2 separate regions of the Mus musculus genome follow, and region 1 is linked to region 2. A link is a contact called in public Hi-C data. All regions are on one chromosome and are shown on one strand. Each heading gives the region's core, a stretch centred on a gene start, on an enhancer-like site or on the middle of the called end of the contact. The rest is flanking DNA. Distances are from core to core; before and after follow the strand shown.

Region 1 (4,906 bases), core at 1,007-3,506, 330 kb before region 2:
GTCAGTTCTTTCTTTCCATCATGTATGTCCTAGGGAGCAAACTCAGGTCGTCAGGCTTGGTAGCAAGCATCTTTACACTTTGCGACATGTCTTTGACCCTTACATTTTCTTGAAAAAGTTAATTGTAGCATTTATGTTCATAACATAGAGCTTACTGCCTACCTCCAACGTGGCTTTGTCTTATAGAACCAGGCTCTTGTCCCATTCATTCCTAACTCTCCCTGTCCCTCTTTCCCAGTGTCCCTCCTCTCCAGTGTCCTTCCTCCACAGTGTCCCTTCTTCCCATTGGCAGCAGTCCCCATTTTACATTCTGCCTCTGGGAATTTGACTTAATCTAGATACCTCGTGTAAGTGGATCATAACCATATTTGTTGTTCTGTGACTGGCTCATTTCACTTAGCATAATATCCTCGTGTGTTTGGTGCTTTGGTTTTTAAAATACCATTTCCTCCTAACACCCGTGGGCTAACTCATTTACACTCTACAAAGGTCACCAGTGGAATTTTAACAACACCCCCTAAGTCTGGAAATAAATGTTAAAGATGAACATGTGTCTGGAAAACGCCACGTTGCTCACAGCAGAGTGGAACATCTCAGGGGTGAAAAAGCTAACCCACTGCAGCCTCCATGGTGAAGAAGGGGGTCCTGTCAAGTGGCACCAGCTGGGAACCTCTTGCATAGTAGGGCATAAAGCCATAGGCATGAAGCCAAGGGCAGGGGACGCTCTGCAGATGTGCCCTGCTCACACTGGTGCCAGCGGTCATGCTGCCCTACCGGGGCTGGGCCAACAGCTGCTGGTGGAGGAGTGAGGCTGGCAGCGGCTCTGGAGGGAGGCATGTGCCGGCTCGGCGCCAGAGCTGAAGAGCAGTGGGCAGCTGCTGGGAATCGAAGACTGGACGAGAACAGAGGGTACCATAACACCCCAGACTCCCTGGCATACCTCCTCAAAGCAATGTTACCGCTGCCGTTGTATTTCCGGCTCCCCAAATTCTGCGAACACTGAGTCTCTCTCCTCTTTCTCTGTCTTCAGGGCCCACGCCAGGCTGCTACTCAGCCTTGTCACACAAATGATTGAACAAAGTGAGGGTGGGGGCTGGGCTGGGGCTGGCTGGGGACAGTTTTTACGAGCTCCCGGGGGAGGGGGGCGGCTGTTCATTTATCCCAGCAGCAAGGCAAATACTCTAAAACCCGTGACCCCACCCTTTTCAAAGAAATGTAATTTGCTCTTGTCAATAACATGGATTTCCCACCTCAAAAGAGCCAACATTTTCTCGTTATTTATCAAATCTTTTACACTCTGATGACTAATGAAAAACTCTCTGGCAATTTGTTACTGTGTTGGCATTGTTTACCATCAGAAATGACACTAGAACACAGGGGCACTCCGTTACAATTGCATTCAAAGTTTACTCTCTCCCCAGGGAGCATATACCCCCACATATCCATAGGGGCTGATAACCATTATGAATACAGCCTTTATGAATAATCTACGAGGCACTCAGCACCTCAAAACACCACATTGCAATTCATCAGCTCATTTTGGCATCATGAGAGTGTTTGTGATGTCACCTCAGTTGAAAAGAACGAGACTTAAAGCAGGGAAACATCTTTACTAAGGCCATATAGCAAGTCAATTGCAGTGTAAGTATAGGTCACCATAGCCTTCAGCCAGAGCTCCTTCCTCTGAACTGTGTTTGTGAAGAACATGTTAGAATCAGGGAAAACATGTGAGACACCACACACACACACACACACACACACACACACACACACCACATACATGTTGTTGTTTTTTTTTTTTTTCCTGCTGGGCTGTGTTTCTCCTGTCTGCAGCCCAGGCAATCTTGAAATGTGCAATAGGTACTTCCTTGGAAATCAATAGGGTCATTTTATCCGGCCACATCATATAAAATTGGCATTTACAAATTAAGATATTCAATTATCAACAACTCGATATATTTCTAACTAATTGCTCTCCCTGGCTTCATGCTGGGCGTCGTTCCCACATAGCTGCAAACTGGCCTTTTCTTTGGTTTAATTTGGCTGGTTTCTCCACTTTCAATTTTGCTGCCCCTTGGTCTGAATCTGCCAGTGACCTCAGATCATTGTTTTACCAACCTCCATAACTAATTGAGCCAATTGCAGAGGCAGCTGGCCAAACTTCGCAATTAACCCCAAATCCAGTCACTCAGGGTGATACAAATATGACTCACAGATGGGTAGTTTACAAGAATTCTCAACAGGTCTAGCCTGTTCCTGATTCGGCAGGAAAGGAATTCTCTTAGTATTCTGCTGTTTGTCTGACCTGAATAGTGTGTGCTGGGTCGTGGGACACTTCTGAAATTGTTACAGGGGGGTCTTAGGAACTTAGGAGGGTGTCTTGGCTGAATGCTAGGTGGGCTAGCCAAGTGGCCAAAGACATATTTATTAGCGTCATTCATTTTTACCATCCGGCGGAAGCTCGTGTCTTGTTCCACTCGCCTGACTCCCACCATCTGGAGTGAAGTCAGGATATGCTCACCAGAAAGCAGGGATGGACAAGCTCCAAGTGGGGGCTGCCTGGCAGAAGGGCTGGAGGCTGCCTGGCAGAAGGGCCTCGGCCACCACTGCAAGATGTCAGAGCTGCCTGCTTCCTGCATACGGTTTGAGAAATGAGAACAGTGCTCTCTTTCTGTGTTTTCGGGTTACATGATATTTTTGTGAACCACTTGATGTAGGGCTTGAGAATAAATCAAGCTGGGAGCCCTCTGGTACTGCTGACTTGGAGAATGCCCTGAAGGTGTGTCTCAATGATCTTTCTCTGACACTGAGCGCTTTGTTTTCATTTTGCACTCTAAGCAGAGAGAAACCACAGAAGGCCAGGGCAAGAAACCTAGCATCTCTTAGAAAGATAGCAGAACCCCGGACTAATGCTGCAAAGAACATTATAGGAGTAGCTGGCCAGGGTTCTGGTGAGAATTTTGGAAAGCATGTGGGAGGGATGTAAAATATTCCTGAAATCAGTGAGACGACAGCAGCAGGATGTGAGCCCTGTGGAAAAAAAGAGAAAATCCAACCCTGAGTTGTGGTCTTTGTTGATTTCCATGGAGTAAAAATAATCCCATTGTGGCCAATTTTGAAGTGGCTTAATTTAACAACTGGCTTGCAAAATTTCTGGGTGTTTGATAATCTCTGCAGAGCTTGTGTGAGCTGATTCCTAAGTGTACTCTCTTAGGGGCTCCAACATTAAAACGGGGCAAATGTGCTACACACTTTAAAATATAAGGATCTGGGCCAGAAGCAAGTATCCCAGGGAGACCCAGGCCCCATCCTCTCCTCTCTCAACCCATCACTGCCTGGCTCCCTCAGGCCCAAGATCAAAGTCCAGATACCCTGACTAGAAACACTGTGCTCCCAGTCAGTGCTCGGCAAACTCCCAGAGCCTGTGTCTTTTCTGGAAACGGTCTCCAGCCTCACCACTGCAAACATCACAGTGCCTGCCATGAAAGCCGGTTCCCGCTACAGCCTAGCAGGCAGAGCCACTAGAGGACCAGACTGCTGCTCTCCTGGAGGGAGGGAAAATGCTGAGGGTGGGTGTTGATCCATCACTGTGCACAAGACAGTTTTACATCCCAGAGTGGGCCCAAGCATAGTTTAAAACAGATGTCCACCAGAGTAGAAACTCAATCCACCATTTAGGAAGGTAGAAGACAGCCTGTAATTGGGTAGGTTTATAGGACTATGGGATGGGTTTATTCCATGAGAAATTTCTGTGATTGCAACTGGAAGAATTCAGTGTTCATTAATAAACTATTCTTGCAGGTATGTAAGGCATAGGGGTATATCTGTGTTTTGACAACATGTTTTTGTAAAGTTTTTTTAGTCATTGTTTTTAAATTGTATGTGTGGCACCTGTGGTTCTGTGCACTACATGTGCAAATAAATGCCCACAGAGGCCAGAAGACGGCATCAGATCCCCCTGGAAATAGAGTTACAGAAGCTTATGATCTGCAGTGTGGCTGTTGTGACTCAAACCCAGGTCCTTTGAAATGCAGTGAGTACTCCTAACTGCCAAGCTATCTCTCCAGTCCTCATCCCCCACATTTCAAATCGGGACTTTGAATTCCTTATGTGAGAAATATGAACGGCAGGAATGAACTACTCTTATGTACGGTCTTCTCTGGGCTGTGCTTTCAAGGTGCCCATGACTCTCACATCTTCACACTGTTTTGTGAAACTCTCAGTCCCTTTATCATTTGCCTGCTGGCTCTCATACTTTTGGGGGCATTTAATGTTCCAGTGACCATCACTATTTAGCTGTGTTAAATATATTTTTTTGATGAACAAACTTAAGGAAACTATAGATTATACTAAGAGTTTATTGTGAGTCCTCCTTTGAGTCTCTGCTGTTCTAGGCTGTATTATCTATCAGAGAAGTGTGCTCATGGGGCTCCAAGCTAGCTTCGGATCAGCTTTACCCAAAGGATGCTGTGTCATCTCCTAGGGCTTCCATGGCCAGGTGCCATAAGGCAGGTGGCTCAGAACAACAGATATTTATTTTTTATGGTTTTGGAAGGACTCTGCTTTTTTTCCAGGCACTGCCAGGAACCCCTGGGGCTCCTTGGATTGTAGAATACGCAGAGTTTGTACATGTGCTGCTCTGTGTTTCTGTCTCTTTCCTCCTTCAAGAACAGTAATCCAACTGGGTGAGGATCCTAACTAACTGAGTATTAACTTCACCTGCACTTGATATGTATAAAGACACTATTTCCAAATAAGGTCACAATCACAGGTAAAAAGATTTGAACATAGGTTTTGAGGGGGCAGTGTTTAGCCCACAACAAAGAACTGTTCACATTCCCTCAAACTGGGATTCCAATAAATACATTTTGAGAAATGATATCTCAAAAAACTTGAACTGCAGTTG
Region 2 (4,695 bases), core at 1,188-3,687:
GATGCTGCAGTTACCACAGCAAAGACTAGATACGCTCTGTGTAGTTCTTTTCCAGCCTGGCTCACAGTGGAACCTGTCCAGGCCCAGAAACTGACTACGGTCTTCAAATGAGGCTTAAACTAGAACCTACCAAATAGTTCATTGTGTCCTCTGTGGCATTTAAGGCCTAGTACAAATCACCCCAAGGTTCCTACGTCATCTTCCCCACCTCAATACCATCTGTGAAGCATAAAAGCAGACACCTTGCATTTAGCAAGAAAAGTATGATGTTGCTTCTTATTAACTACATGATATAGGATGTGAGCCTCAGGTGTGGCCAAAAAAGAATGTTGTTCTTTCAACCATATCATATCATAGATATGTGTGAGAACCTCTGTATTTTTAAGTACAGTATAATTGAAGTGCTATGAAGTTCAGTTACACTGTATGCGCCAGGAGGACTTGAATTGGATCTTTTCATCTGAAAACTATTACTAGTGATAAAATTGTGTTCTTCCAATGAAGCAGGTGTGAACTTCATGGCCAGCCTTCACACCCTGAAGAAGAGAGGTATTTGGGTGAAAGGTCAACATAGGTGCTTAACCTGAAAAAGTGCTGCAAGTTAAGAAGGACTTTGCTATTAAGTTCTTTAAATTCAAAGAACTGCAGATGTCAACACAGTACTGTTTCAAATGTCAAGGGCTCAAGTCCAGGAAACAATCAAGATCTCACCAATAGTGGCCAAACAAGGTAATTATCCTCCAAGGAGGGCTAGCTTATCTGACAAATGTCCTTATTTTCATATAAAAATTGAACATAGAGAATAATATCCGGAATAGGTCTGTTTCAGAAAATGCCTTACCCATTTATGGTAGTGCCAGGGCAAAGGATATGCAGCTTAAATGAAAGCCATTTCCCCTGTGGTCAGTCGGTGACATTGTCTCATGGTGCTCACTGTAGCAGTTGACAGACAGCCCTTCAATAACACACTGTTTTAGCTAAATGGGTTTTGAAAGCCCTATTAAACTCCTGACAATTTCTAATTGAGAGCATCAATGGATAAATGGAGACTTGAACTCAGCTAGAAAAGATGATGCAGGGAAAATAAGATGAATCACATGAAGATGCCCTCTTGTTTCCAGAGATGTTTATAATCTGAGTGTAAATAGGACCATTGAGAAGGGATTTATTGCTTTTCCCCACCAGAAAGGCAGTGGGAGCTGTAAACTAAAGAGTAACACCTGAATCAAAGCAGTCAATGAAGCCTTAGGTGTCAGCTTCCAACAGCAAGTCCAGACGCTCTCAACTGAGCAGACTCTGGCCCTCACAACAAGCCGTTAGGAACGACCCAAACACTTTCACATTTTCTTCCTTTTTCCTGTGTGTATGTAGATTAAGTGGTAAATATAAGAACTGTAGAATATATATGTATGTGTCTCTGTGTGTGTGTGTATTGTATGTGACTGTGTGCATGTGCATACCTATGTATGCACGCACATCTATGTAGAGATGTGTACATGTGAAAGCCAGAGGTCTATATCACGTCTCTTCTGCTATCCATTGTCCTCTTGCAATTTTGGGATACAGTATCTCACTGAACCTGGAACTCACTGACTTGTGTAAATCAGTGGTTCTCAACCTGTGGGTTTTGAATACTTTAGGGATCAAAGAACCCTTTCACAAGGGTCACATATCGGCTTGCAGATCAGATATCTATATTATGATTCATAACAGTCAGGAAATTACAGTTATGAGGTAGCAACACAATAATTTTATGGTTCCACAACATGAGGAACTGTAGTAAAGGGTCACAGCATGAGGAAGGTCAGAAACCACTAGGCTGAACTGTCTGACCAGCTAGACCCCAGGACCTTTCTCTCTGTGCCTCCCGAACACTGGCAATTGCAGGCACACCACTGCTACTTTATCCCAGCTGATCACCTGCATTCTAGGATCTGAATTCAGGTTCTTGTGCTTGCACAGCAAGCAATTTTACGAACTGAGCCGTCTCCCCAGATCTGCTTTCACCATTTCCAATGTTTTATTTCATGATTTCCCATCATAACAAACACAGCGTGAGTGCCATTCACCCTTTTGTTGATGACCCAGCGCTGTCATACAGAAAAAGTGTTCAGCTGGCTTCTCTCTCTGCTGGTTCCACTTTCTGGGATTTTTATTTACCCAAGATTAGGCTCTGTCTGAAATTGCTAAACGGAAACTATGAGAAACAGTTCATACATTTAAAATGCCGTGCCAATCTTAGAAGCATGGTAAAAATCTCACACTGTCCTGTTCCCATCCAAGATAAGAGACATCCCTTTGCCCAGTGTAGCCACCATTAGTCACCTCAGCTATCACATCATTTGTCATGATGTCACAATGCTTGCACACATATAACCATGATTTTCTTCATAATGGTCCCAAAGGACAAGAGGAATGATGCAGAGGTGTTACGGCACACAATGTGGAAGAACAGATTAACACTGGGTCTGTGGTTGCTCTGTAGTAGCCCACATAGGAGTAAGTACTGTCTGTAGTAAGGCATCCACTGAGAATACTGGACCATGTCACTCCTAGAGAAAGCAGGAATGTATTCAGTTAGGGCAAAGTGAAGAGAAGATGATCCCAGGTGCTTCTGGGATGCTGCATGCTAAGAGCTGTTTGCTCTCTTTCAGCTAGTCATCTATCAGCCTATCAACCTTATACTTTGTAGTCCTAGGGTGTGTTTGCTCTACTGAGCTCATAGAGGGGCTTGCTGAAGTGGTGGAGATGTGTTCACTACTGAAGCCCTACACTATTGTTTATTTTACTCAAGGTCCTTTAGACTGTGCTCAGACATGAATTCTTGTCAAGGAACAAATAGTAATTGCAATGTATCAGCATTTGTTCACAAAGCCGCACAGCTGTCACTCGAGATCAGACGTCACCACCTGTTGATCGCAGCAAGTACAAGTGTCGACCTTTGTCATTCTTGTCCTTCTGCCTCTTGCAGCCACTCTGTCCAGCTCTTCTGGAGTACTCACAGCAAGCTCTCCTTCATAGACTCTGAGTTATAACTTTGTGCATTGTGTTTGTTTGGTTTAAGAGTTATGTCTCTAACTAAATTCTCAGCCCAGAAGAGATGTCTTAATTTCTCACTGTCACCGCAAGCCGTGCATGCTGGGAATGTTTGTTGATGACGTAAGATTTAGCTGTATTCCCCTGGCCAGTATTTAACCCATGCTCTGGTCCAAGTTTCACCATCTGGTGCTGCTCCCAAGCTGTGGTCCAGAGTTACTCAGGCTCTGTCTGGGCTCCAGCACATTGAGATGCTCCTATTTTTATTGTGTTCCTCTCTTCTTCCCCAGCTCATGAACACTCTGGGGAAAGCCATTCATGATAAATTAAATAGCTTCCCACCCTCCAAGTACCACAGCAAGCTGCCAACACCAGTTTAAATTTCTATCCCAGGGATATTCTGAGACCTTGACAAATCACAGGGAGTGCTCAGCTTCCCTCCCATAGGCCTGTCTGAAGCCAGAGTCTCTGACTTCAGCAGCATAGGCTATACCTAGAGACCTCACCAAGACAGAGTTGCTAAGTTTCTCTCTCAGAGTCCTCTTGAGGTCTGGAGTAACAATTCCAAATTGGTATGCTTATCATATTTCCAGGTAATATAGGTAGATGTTGCGGGTCTAGGTACCCCAATTTTAAGACTCAATGCTCATTTGATCCCAGGGGCCATGCTCTCTCCACCAAGTTCATAATGTCCTGTTATAGAATATTGAAATGTCAATCCTCTACTCTCGAGTACTTCCTAGCTATCTGCTTGCACCTCTGCAAGCCGAAGTGACTCTTTCAAACACACTGGATCTCATTCATCAGCCTGAATGTGCTCTTTATTTTATTTGTTTTAACAATCAATGACTTAGTCAGGCATGGGAAGCCCCATCTCACACATGAATGTGGCTTAGTAACCTCTGAGCTGGAGCCCCGCGGTGGAGAAATCACTGCCCTGCAGCATTGGGCACCATGCCAGGCAGCCAACTTTTTCAAGAAATCTCTCCCAGTCATTTAAGGAGTCTTTCACCATAAAACACAGGCTCTCCAAGAGCTTGACTGTTAGATACAGCTTGAGGAGGGATCCAACAGTGTGGCTGTGCCTTTAGAATACCGGAAAAAAAAAAAAAAAAAAAAAGCTGATTGTGCCCAGGGTGTGAGACCATCAGCAGACTCAAATACAGTCTTTTTCTTCCCTGTGTCTGGAGCTTCCAAGACTCCCTCTTTCTGCACTTTAAGTAATATGAATCCTTCTGAGCAGTGCCCACCAGCAGTGGTAACTGTACCTGCCATCAGGCATCCCCAACACAACATAGGGAAGATATAGGTTGCTTACCCCAACTCTAGGCTATCTGGAAGGCCTTCTAGTTTGCTGGGCTGGCTTAGCCTCATCTAGGATTAAAGAATGAGGAACCTGTGCTCTGATGCACAACAGTCATGAGCATGCAGCTTCACCTACTGTAGTGAGTAGCAGCTGGAGTCAGCACATGAGATAGTACTAGAGTCAGCCTGCAGGGCCAGGGCAATAATCCAGAGGGTAAACTTCAACACAATTCACCGAGGGAGGCTAAAAGGGGACACCATGAGAAGGGGGCATCATCTGTGTGATTGCACAGTGGTGACTGCACAAAAGTCACCAAGAAAGAACAGCTCCCTGGCTCCCAAGAGAAGGACTTG

The links. A called contact is a pair of places that touch in the nucleus more often than the background predicts.
Region 1: a Hi-C map of muscle stem cells shows a contact between it and region 2, with 2.4 times the contacts expected there. The contact joins the enhancer-like site here to the promoter of 4930529N20Rik in region 2. A contact is called at or near these places in 3 of 484 Hi-C or Micro-C datasets (cerebral cortex, liver and muscle stem cells) and 1 of 115 datasets of contacts at active chromatin or transcription factors (pancreatic cancer cells).

The regions. Positions count from the first base shown.
Region 1 is chr13:35,499,606-35,504,511 of GRCm38.p6, reverse strand. No RefSeq gene overlaps it. Among named protein-coding and RNA genes, the nearest start is that of Cdyl, 160 kb to the left of the region's middle. Within about 2 kb of position 2,256, at least 99 of the 459 cell types and tissues checked have an H3K27ac peak or open chromatin away from gene starts, as enhancers often do. A contact at or near this core is called in cerebral cortex and muscle stem cells, where this site is marked.
Region 2 is chr13:35,165,546-35,170,240 of GRCm38.p6, reverse strand. It overlaps 4930529N20Rik (RIKEN cDNA 4930529N20 gene), which reads left to right and starts at 2,437. Exons shown (of 2, transcript NR_153831.1): 1 at 2,437-2,499; 2 at 2,795-3,095.